2 separate regions of the Triticum aestivum genome follow, and region 2 is linked to region 1. A link is a contact called in public Hi-C data. All regions are on one chromosome and are shown on one strand. The core of a region is the stretch at or near the end of the contact, and the rest is flanking DNA. Distances in the headings are between cores, read along the strand shown. Region 1 holds the start of LOC123128058. Region 2 holds the start of LOC123128060 (C2 and GRAM domain-containing protein At1g03370).

Region 1 (6,609 bases), core at 3,374-5,873:
GCGAAATTAGATTCCTCCTTAACCCTGGCACATGCCTGACTTCCCGAAGCATCCGCTCAACTCCGTCAAACATCTTGATTTTGATGTCACCTACTCCAGCAACACGATAACCTGTGTCATCGCCCACATAGGCTAAACCAAACTCACCAGACTTGTACGAAGAGAACCACTCCCTGTTGGGCGTCGCATGAAAAGAGCAAGCTGAATCCAACATCCACGCTTCAATTTTTGTTGATCGCCTGTTTGATACAACGAGAACATCACTATCACTGTCCGAGCCATCACCATGAGTAGCCGCATTAGCACTTGCCCCACCCTTCAGTTCTGGGCATTCCCTCTTTATATGTCCCCAATCCTTGCACCTGTAGCACTGCACCTTTTTCTTCTTTTTCTTCTCCGCCTCTTGTGAGTTATTTACCGAAAACCACCACAGTTGGGGCTAGGGTAACAACTTGATACCACATTCAAGGCAGGGCACAAAAGACCACCAACTTTGCGCCTAACGACTAACGGAGAGCACTGATTGTGTGATAAGCTTCCAAAAACAGCAAAACTGACAAGTTGGACCCACCTGTCAGGCCTATGTGGCATGTCTACGTGTTCAAATAGCTGAGGTGGATGTCGGGTCCCGCTGTCAGCCCCCCAACTACTTCTTCTGGATGTATTATTCTAAAAGAAAAACTACTTGTGGAGGAGCGAATCAGGTAGGGGCTCTCTGGTTTGTACGGGATTACTAGCTTCGCTGTGACCGGACTCGGGGAAGACAACCACCAGGCATCAATCTCTTTCTGTGATGTGTCCCTACCTCCTCCATTCTTTCCATGAGGTCCCTCCCTCAGTCCCCAATCCCCCTCTTGCTAAGAAATCAGCAGGAAAGTACCCGGAATCGCCGGCACGGGCTCTTTCTTCACCGTCTCCGGTGATGAGCGCCGCTGCACTATCTTCCACTCTGGCGTATCCCAGCCTCCACCTACCTTCCTCGGATCCTCCGCTTCCTCATGAAGCTCTATATGGCATCCAATCGAATCCACACTTCCTTTAGCATGGCTGTCCGCGAGAAACCGCCCCGCCGTCCGCCATTGATGGTGAAGTCACGATTTGCGACGTCTCTAAGTCTTGCTATCCGCACCGCCGAGCGCACCGTGGCTAGCGTGCGTGTCCCCGAGTCCCCGTAGTCTCGCGCAAGGTTTAGCTGCCGCACCCTGAGCTCCGACGAGATCCACTACAATTTGGGCGATGGGGTGGATCCTCGCCGGATCCAGGCGAAACAAAGGGCTAGGGGTGTTTCTGGGGTTGGATCCACGCGGGCCAGTGGCTAGGGTAGCGAGGAGGCTCGTCGGGGTGGGGTGGCTCGCCGGGGTAAGTCTCCAGCGGCGGCGGCGGATTTGGCTGGCTGTGTCGTGTTGGTGGAGAAGAAGGTGCCTGGGGGAAAGGGGGGAATCAGAGAGAGGCTGGCAGATGGGGCCTTCGGCCACCTCAGCAAATTTATCCATGTAGGCATGCCACATCGGCCTGACAGGTTGGCCCCACTGGTCAGATCCGCTATTTCTGCGACCAAATCTGAGCATCAGTGCTCCGGGTTACAGATTAGGCGCAATTTCGGTGGTTTTTTGTGCCCTGGCACAAATGTAGTACCAAGTTGTTACCCTAGCCTCAAATGTGGTGGCTTTGGGTAAATAACTCGCCTCTTGTCCCTTCCTGATCTGATAACCTTTAACTGCCAACCCAAAACCTTGAGTACTCTCCTCTGTAGCATTATTTTGCTTCCTCAACTCATGTCCAAGCAACGTTGTAGTGACTTCCTCATTATTGACGGTTGTCTTTCCATGTGTCAATGTAATGACCAAATGCTCATAGGACGGTGGCAACGAAACAAGAAGAAGTAGTGCCTTATCCTCGTCCTCAATCTTCACATCCAGACGCGCTAGATCCGTGACCAACTGATTAAAGGCATTCACATGCTCCACAAGATCCGACCCCTCTTGCATCTTCAACCCATAGAACTTTTGCTTTAAATACAGCTTATTGGTCGCTGACTTGGACATATAACGATTTGCCAACTTGTCCCAAATTCCCTTAGGAGTATCTTCGTCCATGACATGATACATGACCTAATCCGCAAGACAAAGCTGTATGGTAGCGGCCGCCTGCACTTGCATATCCTCCCACGCATCGTTGTCAACCTTGGCCGGCTTCGTCTCCTGCAAACCCTTCAAGATTCCCTGCTGCGCTAGAATATCCTTGACTCTTGTCTGCCATAGACCGAAGTTACCCATGCCATCGAATTTCTCCAAATCAAACCTGGTGAATCCCAGCGCCATGCCGAGCCGCGATCTAACCGACCTGTTGCCGCCGGTCTTACCGCCCTTTTCCTCTGCGACTTCCTCACGAAAATGATCATTGATCCCGTATTCCTCGTCTGAAGCCACGCCGCAGTCCGCGATCTAACCAACAAATATGACCAGCACAACGTCCCTGTCCGCCCTTCAGAAAATCAGCATGAAGCCTTGTGCCGTAACGTGCAGATGAATTTGCTCTCAGCCGAAACTAGCCGCTCCACCTTTTCCTGAACCTGCAGACGATTTTGCGCCTGTTTGCCTCGTCGCCACCAGCCTTTTATCTACGCTGGATATAGCCGGCCTTGCTTTTCCTCTCTGACACGAAGAACGAGTCCAAGTATTCCACGGCTTGCATCGAGTCCCTATCCGAGTCGTGAACCAACCGTCATGGACCCAACATGCACGCACAAAAGATCTCCAAAACCATACACGCATCCAACAGTGCCCCTATACCATGCCTAGGCCAGGCACTAGTCCTGCCATCACGGTTCAGCACTGCCCCAGGTGCACGTACATGATTCCTTCAAATCCAAACCGACATGCATGCTTGCTTATCTTCTGGACTCTTTCCTTTCGCACTGTACGCCCTGCCGAGTCCTGCTAATGCACGCAACCCAGCTCGGCTGTCTCGCGTAGCCTGCCGCACGCGGGGACCGTACGCATCCGAGCGGCGGTCCCGTGTACCCTGCCGTGGCTTCCCTTCCCTCTATCTGCGTCGCCTCGGAAAAACTCGCCGCCAGTCTCGACGACTGCTCGCCTTCCTGGTCTCTGTTTCTTGGTTTTTCGCCAGCGATCTGTAACTGGCCCTGTCGTGCGTACTCGCCGCACGCCAACCCTGCCGGAAACAGTCGCCACCTCGCGCATCATCTGTATACGAGCTGTGCCGTATCTTGGCCATCCACGTCGTCGACACAATACGTCCGCAGTGCCGCGCCGTCGCCCTTGTACAACACCGAGCACATCATCTCGATGCTCTCACACTCCGATCTATCTAGCCGTCCCCCACGTCTGGTCGCCGGTCTGATCACGAGCCGAATCTATCGCCTCCGCAACGTCTTCAACAGCCACTACGCCGGTCCGATCGCCAGTCTAGCCGATCCTTACCGGCCGCAGCCCATCGAATGGTCCAGGCCTCCTGCCCGAAGTGTCCGACACCATCGACCGCCTTCGCGATCGCCGCCATGCTCCACCTTGCACCAATCGGACGTTCCATGGCACTGTCGAGCATGATCCTCGTACCTTCGGATGATGTTCCGCATAGCCTTCTCGCAACCTTGCTCATGATATCACTTGTTAGAATAAAACGCTAATGCAAGATCATAGACGACACACCGAGGCACGATATTTGTTAACGAGGTTCACCGGTATGGCTACAACCCCGGGGCATGACTACGGGCGCTTCTCCCCAAGATACCGCAACACCGGCCGCCCGGGCGCCGGCACAAGCCGTCGGCTCCCCCGCGTACCTGTTGCTATCAAGTCGTCATGGGTTACAACGTGTGGTGTCCCTCCGTATATAAGAGGCCTAGGATACAAGTGTCCGACTCCTACACAACTCGTACCTAACCACACCAATTACAACTCCAAGTCCATGTAACTCTTTGCATACATAATATATTCGACACAAATATAACAAGCTAACCAAGCAAAGGGAAATGTCAAAAACACACTGTATCCTGAATAATTTAACCATATTCTGTCAATCTCACCACAAGAATGTCCCCAAAGCAATGTTTCACCCCAAGAAAAACACACAGAGAGTTGCCATTTCCAGTGATTTCTGCTGGAAACAACTAATTAATAAAATAACCTAAGTAACATGCTAGAGAACAGTACGAATGCTCGAACTAATTCCACTCCCGCACACAACCCTATCGTCCTAAGTTTTGAATCAGCTCAGAACGTAAGCACACATCTCGGGTACTACAAACTCTTAGTTCTGAAGGAAAACGGAAAGGAGAGAGGACCCAAACATGCTGACCTTGTGATGTTCATGAAGCCATAGCTACCCAATAATCTGCCCACCTCGAAGTACGCGGGGTTGGTCATCAGCGCCGACGAAATGGGCCGTAGGGATCGTCGACGAGGCCTCGGGCGCCGCCCCCCGGGCTCCGGCGAGACGACGAGGAAGCGCGCGGGAAGAGCCTTCAGCATCGTGGTCGCCGCTGCGCGGCGCACAAGCCTGAAACTGACTGGTGTTTCTGTTCTTGGGGATAGACAGCTCAAGCCTCCCAGCCGCAGAAACGAAAAAGCTACTGGGAGGATGTATCGCTGATAATGGGCCGCGAGGATCGCCTGTCGCACCATTATCGGCCCATGGTCAGTTTCTTTGCCCTTTTTTATTTTGCGTGTAAATTTTCGCTTTTCTCCTTTTCTGGTTGTATATTTTTATTTATTGTCTTTTTATTAATATTAGTATTTTTATTTCATTTCCTTTTCATTATTATTTTTCTTTTTAATTTTTATGTTAAATTTATTTTCTGCTTTCTTTTTTTTGCCATAGATGCATGCACTTTTTGCAGACAGACTTTTTTTCAAAGTCATGCACATCTATTTGAAAATACATGGGCATTTGTTCTGAAAATACACATACATTTCTATTTTAGGAATGGTTAATTTTATCCGGGCCTAGTCCTACATAACATTTATGTGGCAAATCATCAACCTCATGTCAATACAAGTCTAAGCAATTGATCACGACCAACAAAGAGATGAGACGATATTAAAAAAAGTATTTAAATTCAATCAACAAATATTTTTGAATAGAAAGTAAATGTAAGGATAAAGACTCTGAGAGAAAGAAGTTGTTAATCGGATGGATGAGCTTGCAAGTCCAACATGGACCGTGCACCCCCCTCCTACTACATGGATATTTTACCACCTTACCCCACCTATCTATCACCTCAAGGTTGCTTGGTCATTTTGTCAAGGCCCCCTGGCCTACATAAATTCCCACATGGGTGCATGTAACCGTTTCACTCCCACTAAAACCAACTCAAGGGAAGAGGCACTCCATATAGTGTACTTGTCATTTTTTGGAGTTTAATCATGATACTCTTGAGTTTACCTTGAAATATCTCATTAGTTGTTATAATTTAGTGTTGTTTTCTCTCTTATATGTTTTTAGGGCTACTAGGTGGCACTCCTACTGACTTTTCACGATAAACCGAGTCAAACCAGGGATATTGTGGCGAAGTTATGAGCAACATGCTTAAAAAAGATCCAACACATGTATGACGTGGGGTTCGTCGATACAAATCCAACAAACCAAGCATCAACCATTTTATGAAACACCGCACAAACCCGTGAGTCCTAGCCAACCATTGGATCAATAACTCGTTCGAGTTGTTAGCGATTGCCAAGGCGCAACATCGTCGCATCACCAAAGTTGTTTTCACCCAAATTGACAAAGTGTTTATCATCGAAAGTTTGAGGCACGAGCTGAATCGAATTGTCGGTTTTCCCAAAAAGGAGTGGATCTCAGAAAAAGAGAAAAAAACAACATGAACAATGACTAATATGCCGTATGATGCTTCTGAAAAGGAATGCGGGCCCTTAAAATTCAGAACGCGTCACCACCAAAATATGGCCCCATTCCCATGCTCCCATTTCACTGCTTAGGTGACCAACTTCTCTATCATCAAGTTTCATGTGATTTTGCTCACCCGAAGCAACACGCAATCAAATCCAAAGAAATAAAATAAAATAAAAGCAAGCTAAAGGAGAAGAAAAAGGCCACATCGCATTAGCAAAAGCAAGTTGCTTTAGAATGCATAATCAGAGCCCGGTGATGATTTCTTCAAAAGGCATACATGATGGCGTGGTAGTGGTGGGCCATGGGATGATCCAGCCCTTACGTCACCATGACGCTGTGCAGTATATGTGCATGGTACAGTACAAATTAGTTGCAATTTCTTATTACGAACTGTAGTAACCAAATGACATACAACATCGGTACGCATGTTTGCATAGCACTTCTCGCTGGCTGTTGAACCATGGAGTGCTGTTGCATACATGCCATGGTACATTTGGTTAAAAACTGTTACTTCCTTCGTTCCGAATTACCTGTCGCAGGTATGGATGTATCTAGATGATACTCGTGTTACTTGGCCTTGTATTGACCTAAATTTTCATTCCTTTAATTTGTATGTGCATTCTATCATCAATGACATCAAATAGGCAACTCAAACGTTTCGTTAAAAACTTCTCCAAGTTGTAATGTTTGATCTCGTGCATCCGATGGGACCGCCGTGGATCCCAGCCTTCTATT
Region 2 (6,929 bases), core at 617-3,116, 170 kb before region 1:
GTCACTATTTTGGCTTAAAGGAGCCTCAAATACTGCTGGTGCTTGCTGAACTTCTTCTAAAGCCTCGGTCTTTGTCAATGATGTTGACGAAATATCATCATTTTTCTTGGCAAACATTTGATAGACACGATCAACAAGCGAGGGCTTGTCAAGCTTTTCTGTTTTAGAAGTTTCGGCTTCATTAGAAATTTCAGTAGGAATCCCATTAAACCTGTCCTCTGGATCTCTCACTTCGCCACATTTGTCATCTTCAGGGATTTCAGTTCCATCAGAAAAATACTCATTAACATTATCTTCTTTAGAAGCTTCATTTTCTTCATAAGCTAATGCCGCTGATGATGATCCTGCGCTTTGACTTGATTGCAATGAATCCTCTTTCTGTGTACCAGTTAGTTCAGTTGCAAGATCATCGGACCATGATCGTGTGGCCCCAGCTGTTTCTAAAGATATTGCAAGACAAATCTCCCCTGCAGGATGCAACGAAATAACAAAAAAAACAGCTAAGTGCCCAGCATATTTCGCACAATTACATAGTAAGTAGAATTCATGCCCTTGTAGATCTTACAGTTAGCAATAGATAAATGACTACATGCTGTAATTTCACGAAGTCAAATACTGAATCCATATGCAAAAAGACAAAGAAAAACATTACTTAACATTACAAACGTCCATGAGCAAATAGAGAAAAACTGGAAGTCGAAACAATTACCACAATTAATTGCCTTGTCACTCTTGGTCTTGGGAAGAAGCTGGTACCAGCGCGTACCGAGCGAGAAGTTCTCCACGGCCAGAAGATCCTCCAGTGTCACCCTCACCTGGCCCAGGAAGTCATCGGTCCCGATCATGTCTTCATCATAGACATCTAACTTGAGCACCTCCCGGACATCGGCGACGACGAAGCTGAACTCCTGATCCCACTCCGGGTTCAGGTTCATCTTGACCACCTTGGTCTTGAACCGCTGCTTCCCAACCTGCAGTTTCACATACGGGTCGCTGAACCCGTTGAAATCCATGGCGCGCAGGTTGCGCGCTCCGATCACACGCACAGTCAGCCTCATCTTCGCCGGGGAACTTGCCTCAGGCCGCGCGAATCCCCCGACGAGAACCGCCCGGAAATGGCTTGCTCCTCTCCCGATCCCAAACAAACACCGCCCCAAAAGAACCAAGAAACGGGCCAACTACCGCCGCCTCCCAAGAACCAATCCCAAGATCAAAGTGGCAAATCAAACTCCCATCAATTCTTTCTCGCCCGCCCGCCCGTTACCAATCCCGGCAAAGCAACAAGGCTGACAGGCACATCGGCCACTTTCCAGGTGCCAATCTCCGTCTCCAAATCCAGGACCCCCCCTGGATGTGGACGGACGCAGGAGGAGAACCAGATCAGACTTTGCACGCTCCGGGACGGACAGGGGAGGGGGGCGAGAAGAAGAAGAAACAAGCAGACGAGAAATGGCAAGAAGATGAGGAAACCAAGTGATGGGAGCAACCAGCAGACCGCCAATATACTAGCTTCGCACGGCTCGAAGTCCTCTTCCTGGTTGGATTAAGTCAAAGGAAAACAACCCCGGGCACATGGACGCGAGATCTCGTCAACGACACACAAGCGAAATGGGGAGGAAGCGAGGGGTGGGATGGGGGAAAAAGGCATCGTGTTCTTGATGGTGCGCACTGTTAAATTATTGGCGGCGCATCTCCGTTTTTGGTGTGCTCCCGAGTCGGCGGTTCGGGGTCTCTTCGCCTTGTCTGTTTCTCCGGCTCTCGTCTCCCCGCGTTTGTAGTCGGTCGCCGTCGCGGCGTCGCTGTTGAGGAACTCGGGATTCCGGTGTGAAGTGGTGAGATTTCCCGTGATGGGTTTTCATGGGCAGGCCTCGAGTACAGGCACAGCTGCAGCTATCTTGATTGAATATGGTAAGAGACATGTCAGACAATCGATTCGCAACGGGTGGTCATGATTGAGTTATCCCGGCTTTGCCCCCTCCTGCAATTTAGGCAACAGAGTCCTTTTATGTCTAGAAGTGGAAACCTTTCCCCTCTTGTTATGTTGTAGGCTGTGGTTTTCACTCTCTCTGAGATTTCAATGAAATTCACTGAATTTCGGTAATTTCAGTAGACATTGAAATATTTACATTTCGATCAAAATATTTCAGCAATTTCAGTAGTACACGGGCATTCACATGTTTTGAAATATTTAATTGAATTCAAATGAATATTTCTGCCCTTTGGCCGAAATGCAAACCAAAATCAATGTAATCCACTGAATTTTGGTGAGGTCGGTTGGTGCTAATTTTTTTTCTGAAACTAAAAGTAAAAAAACAATAGTCGTACAACATTTGCCTTATACATTTGTGCATGCATATCGTGATGTCATTTCCTTGCATTTTACCCCCAAAATGGAAATCCCTACCTTGCTACATTGGTCCCCTGATCTTCACTTACAGGATCCGCCACCGGTTTGGGTCATACAAATTTGATAGGAATTGAGTCTTGTAAAAACTTTGGGGTATTCGATTTTTATGATTCTAAAACGCGGTACATGAAAAATACATGATTGCGCTATCATATCCACTTGAATTTCATAGGATTTTGCCCGCGTCATGTTTGTTTGGTTAGGGCATCTCCAACGCTATCCCCTAAAACAAACACACTATCTGTCTGTGTGCCACATACGGATGCGTCCGTGAACACGACACGGAAACCAGTCATCCAACTGTAGTCATTAAATTTTCCCTATTTGTTCAACCCTGCCCATGTACGCATTTCATCAAACACTTTAATATTCCGAGTTCCTCAATGGAGCATGATGTGCACTTGAGCACGGACGCACAGACACATGCCGCCAAAGACAATGACGACCATGATGACACAAGCAACAACTTGTGATTGAGAGATTTGTTCCTAATGATTCAGAGAGTTTTTGCTTACTCTTTTGAATCATTTTTCTGTTTGTGAGTTGTTCATTGTGATTTTTTTTTGACAAAGGGTGAATTTTATTGACTCAGAATAAAGCATCAAGAAGATACAAACACAATGAGCACACATCCGACCTCTGCATAGCTAAGATGCACACAAAACACGCTGGCAAATAGCAAAATCATATAGGACCAAAGCTATGCGTGTGCGTGGAAAAAGAGGAAAAAGCGCCAAAGCGATCAAATTCGCGGCCAGTAAACTATAACAACGACCATATTCGCATGATGCACTAACTAACTCATGACCCACACAGACGACGAGGTACTTCACCAACAACGCTTTCAGAAAGGGAGCAACGCTTAAGCGTCGTCATCCCCGGATCTGATCATCCGAGGCCAGGATCTAGATTTTCACCCAAAAGAATTAGTTTGAGCATATCCGAATAATGCCTTCAACAAGGTAACAAGGTAAAACATCGCCATTGCCAAGTATACCCAACTCGGATTAGACTTAGGCTTTTACCCTGGAGCTTGAGACCAGGTGCTCGAGTAGCACCACTGTCAAAATCACTAATGTGTTGTCGCCACCACTTTTCCTCAATCCCATCAGCTATATGTAACAGAGCTGTACAATCATCCCTTTGTGTCAAGTCGTCGTCCATAATTTACATCTCTTAGTCGAAGTCAACCACCAGATTTGTAGAGATGGAACTCTCTTGAAGACATTTCGATGGTCATTGTAACGAGGCCGACGTTGCTAGCCGGAGTGATGACCATAATATAGCCATACTGGCAAAACAATGCGGCACTCTGCCACCACCTCAACCTCGCGGCCATGGGAGGAGACCCCGGCACCCTGGACGACCGGCCGGTGCCGCAATCGCACTCCTAGGCACCACCACCAATGGATTTTAGAAGCAGGCTCCAGATCCACGGAGATGAGGGAGGAGTAGAATGATGCCACCAGCATGCCCGGGGTTGTCGGCTTGCCATGCCTTTGCCAGTGAGATGTAGCCGCGTCAAGGGAGGCCAGATCCGGGCAGATCCAAGCCCCACGGCCCAAGCAACAGTTGTTGTCGCGAGATCAGCCGCCGATGCGACCTAGCCACGAAGCCTTCGTGTGTCTTGATCGAGAAGAATCGCGGCGCTCAGTGCATAACTCCCACGCCACCTTTGGAGGTGAGGCCCGCCACCACCCCGGTGAGGCCGGCGAGAGGAGGGCACCAAGGGGTGGAACTGGCGGCGGCGGGGTTGCGTTCCCCCATGACGCCCAAGACGAGCGACGCGGTGGTCGTTTCAGTGTCCAGTATTTTCCTCGTGTTCCTTGTGATTCTAAGAGTTGTTCCCTGTGATTGAAAGATTTGTTATTGGTGATTGTGAGAGTTGTTCCCAATGAGTTACCATCCCCACGGGTCAGACGCTGCATCCGAGAAGGGCAAGCTCCGAGATTTTTTTTCAGCCACGCACCCCGTGGCCAGGAGAACTCCATGGATCCTTGTGTGTGGATTTCGGTTTTTGCATTCATGGTTGCTGCCGAGGACTAGCTTGGGCCACGCGTGGTGCCCTCCATTTATCATGCTTGTAGGAGAGAGAGGAGAAGAGGAGCACATGGTTGCTTTTGGTTGGACATGTGTGCAGGAAATATGCCCTAGAGGCAATAATAAATTTGTTATTATATTTCCTTATATTTTGATAAATGTTTATTATTCATGCTAAAATTGTATTAACCGGAAACTTAAGTACATATATGAATACATAGACAAACAGAGTGTCCCTAGTATGCCTCTAATTGACTAGCTCGTTAATCAAAGATGGTTAAGTTTCCTGACCATAGACATGTGTTGTCATTTGATGAACGGGATCACATCATTAGAGAATGATGTGATGGACAAGACCCATCCGTAGCTTAGTATAATGATCATTTAGTTTTTTTGCTATTACTTTCTTCATGACTTATACATGTTCCTCAGACTATGAGATTATGCAACTCCCGAATACCGGAGGAACACCTTGTGTGCTATCAAACGTCACAACGTAACTGGGTGATTATAAAGATGCTCTACAGGTGTCTCCGACGGTGTTTGTTGAGTTGTCATAGATCGATATTAGGATTTGTCACTCCGTGTATCAGAGAGGTATCTCTAGACCCTCTCGGTAATGCACATCACTATGAGCCTTACAAGCAATGTGACTAATAAGTTAGTCATGGGATGATGCATCACGGAACGAGTAAAGAGACTTGCCGGTGATGAGATTGAACTAGGTATGATGATACCAACGATCGAATCTCGCGCAAGTTACATACCGATGACAAAGGGAACAACGTATGTTGTTATGCGGTTTGACCGATAAAGATCTTCATAGAATATATATGAGCCAATATGAGCATCTAGGTTCCGCTATTGGTTATTGACCAGATATATGTCTCGGTCATGTCTACATAGTTCTCGAACCCATAGGGTCCGCACGCTTAACGTTTGATGACGATTTGTATTATGAGTTTCGTGTTTTGATGAACCGAAGTTTGTTCGATGTCTTGGATGAGATCACAGACATGACGAGGAGTCTCGAAATGGTCGATACATAAAGATTCATATGTTGGAAGGCTACATTCGAACACCAGAATGGTTCGGGTCGTTTCGGATAAGTTTCGGAGTACCGGGGGTTACCGGACCCCCCCCCCCCCGAGGTTAATGGGCCACCATGGGCCTTAATGGAGAAGAGAGAGGGCTGGCCAGGAGGTTGCCCCCCCCTTGCCTAGTCCGAGTTGGACAAGGGGAGGGGGTGGCGCCCCCCTCCTTCCTTCTCTCCTCTTCCTCCTTCCCTTCTTCTCCTACTTGTAATAGGAAAGGGGGGGACCGAATCCTACTTGGACCGGGAGTACAAGTAGGACTCCCCCCATGGCGCACCCCCCTAGGGCCGGCCACCTCTCCTCCCCCTTTATATACGTGGGAGGGGTCATCCCAAAGGCACATCAAGTCTTCTCTTAGCCGTGTGTGGTGCCCCCCTCCACAGTTACACACCTCGTTCATATCGTCGTAGTGCTTAGGCAAAGCCCTGCGCTAGTAACATCATCATCACCGTCATCACGCCGTCGTTCTGATGGAACTCTTCCTCATCCTCAACTGGATCAAAAGATCGAGGGACGTCATCGAGCTGAACATGTGCTGAACGCGGAGGTGCCGTACATTCGGTGCTTGGATCGGTTGGATCGTGAAGACATTCGACTACATCAACCGCGTTACTAAACGCTTCTGATTTCGGTCTACGAGGGTACATGGACACACTCTCCCCTCTCGTTGCTATGGATCTCCTAGATAGATCTTGCGTGATCATAGGAATTTTTTTGAAATACTGCGTTCCCAATCAGTGGCATCCGAGCCAGGTCTATGTGTAAATGTTATATACACAAGTAGAACACAATGAGTTGTGGGCGATAATAGTCATACTGCTTGCCGGCAACGTCTTACTTTGATTTGGCGGTATTGTTGGATGAAGCGGCCCGAACCGACATTACATGACCGCGTCCATGAGACTGGTTCTACCGACGTGCTTCGCACACAGGTGGCTAGCGGGTGTCTATTTCTCCAGCTTTAGTTGAATCGAGTTTGACTATGCCCGGTCCTTGTTAAAGGTTAAAACAGCACACTTGACGAAAAATAGTTGTGGTTTTGATGCCTAGGTAAGAATGGTTCTTGCTAGAAGCCCGTAGCAGCCACGTAAAACATTGCAACAACAAAGTAGAGGACGTCTAACTTGTTTTTGCAGGGCATCTTGTGATGTGATATGGTCAAGACGTGATGATATAAATTGTTGTATGAGATGATCATGTTTTGTAACAGTTATCAGCAACTGGCAGGAGCCATATGGTTGTCGCTTTATTGTATGAAATGCAATCGCCATGTAATTGCTTTACTTTATCACTAAGCGGTAGCGATAGTCGTAGAAGCAATAGTTGGCGAGACGACAATGATGCTACGATGGAGATCAAGGTGTCAAGCCGGTGACGATGGTGATCAT

Evidence for each region. Hi-C and Micro-C count contacts between places; a contact is called where the count stands out from the background.
Region 2: a contact with region 1 is called in a Hi-C map of leaf, with 4 times the contacts expected there. The contact joins the promoter of LOC123128060 here to the promoter of LOC123128058 in region 1. A contact is called at or near these places in 2 of 5 Hi-C or Micro-C datasets (both in leaf).

The regions. Positions count from the first base shown.
Region 1 is chr6A:492,629,266-492,635,874 of IWGSC CS RefSeq v2.1, reverse strand. LOC123128058 reads right to left here and starts at 4,623. Exons shown (of 13, transcript XR_006462922.1): 1 at 4,321-4,623. It overlaps LOC123128059 (myb-related protein Zm1), which reads right to left. Exons shown (of 2, transcript XM_044547969.1): 2 at 6,227-6,609. The coding sequence ends at 6,605.
Region 2 is chr6A:492,795,414-492,802,342 of IWGSC CS RefSeq v2.1, reverse strand. It overlaps LOC123128060 (C2 and GRAM domain-containing protein At1g03370), which reads right to left and starts at 1,866. Exons shown (of 9, transcript XM_044547970.1): 1 at 710-1,866; 2 at 1-467. The coding sequence starts at 1,058.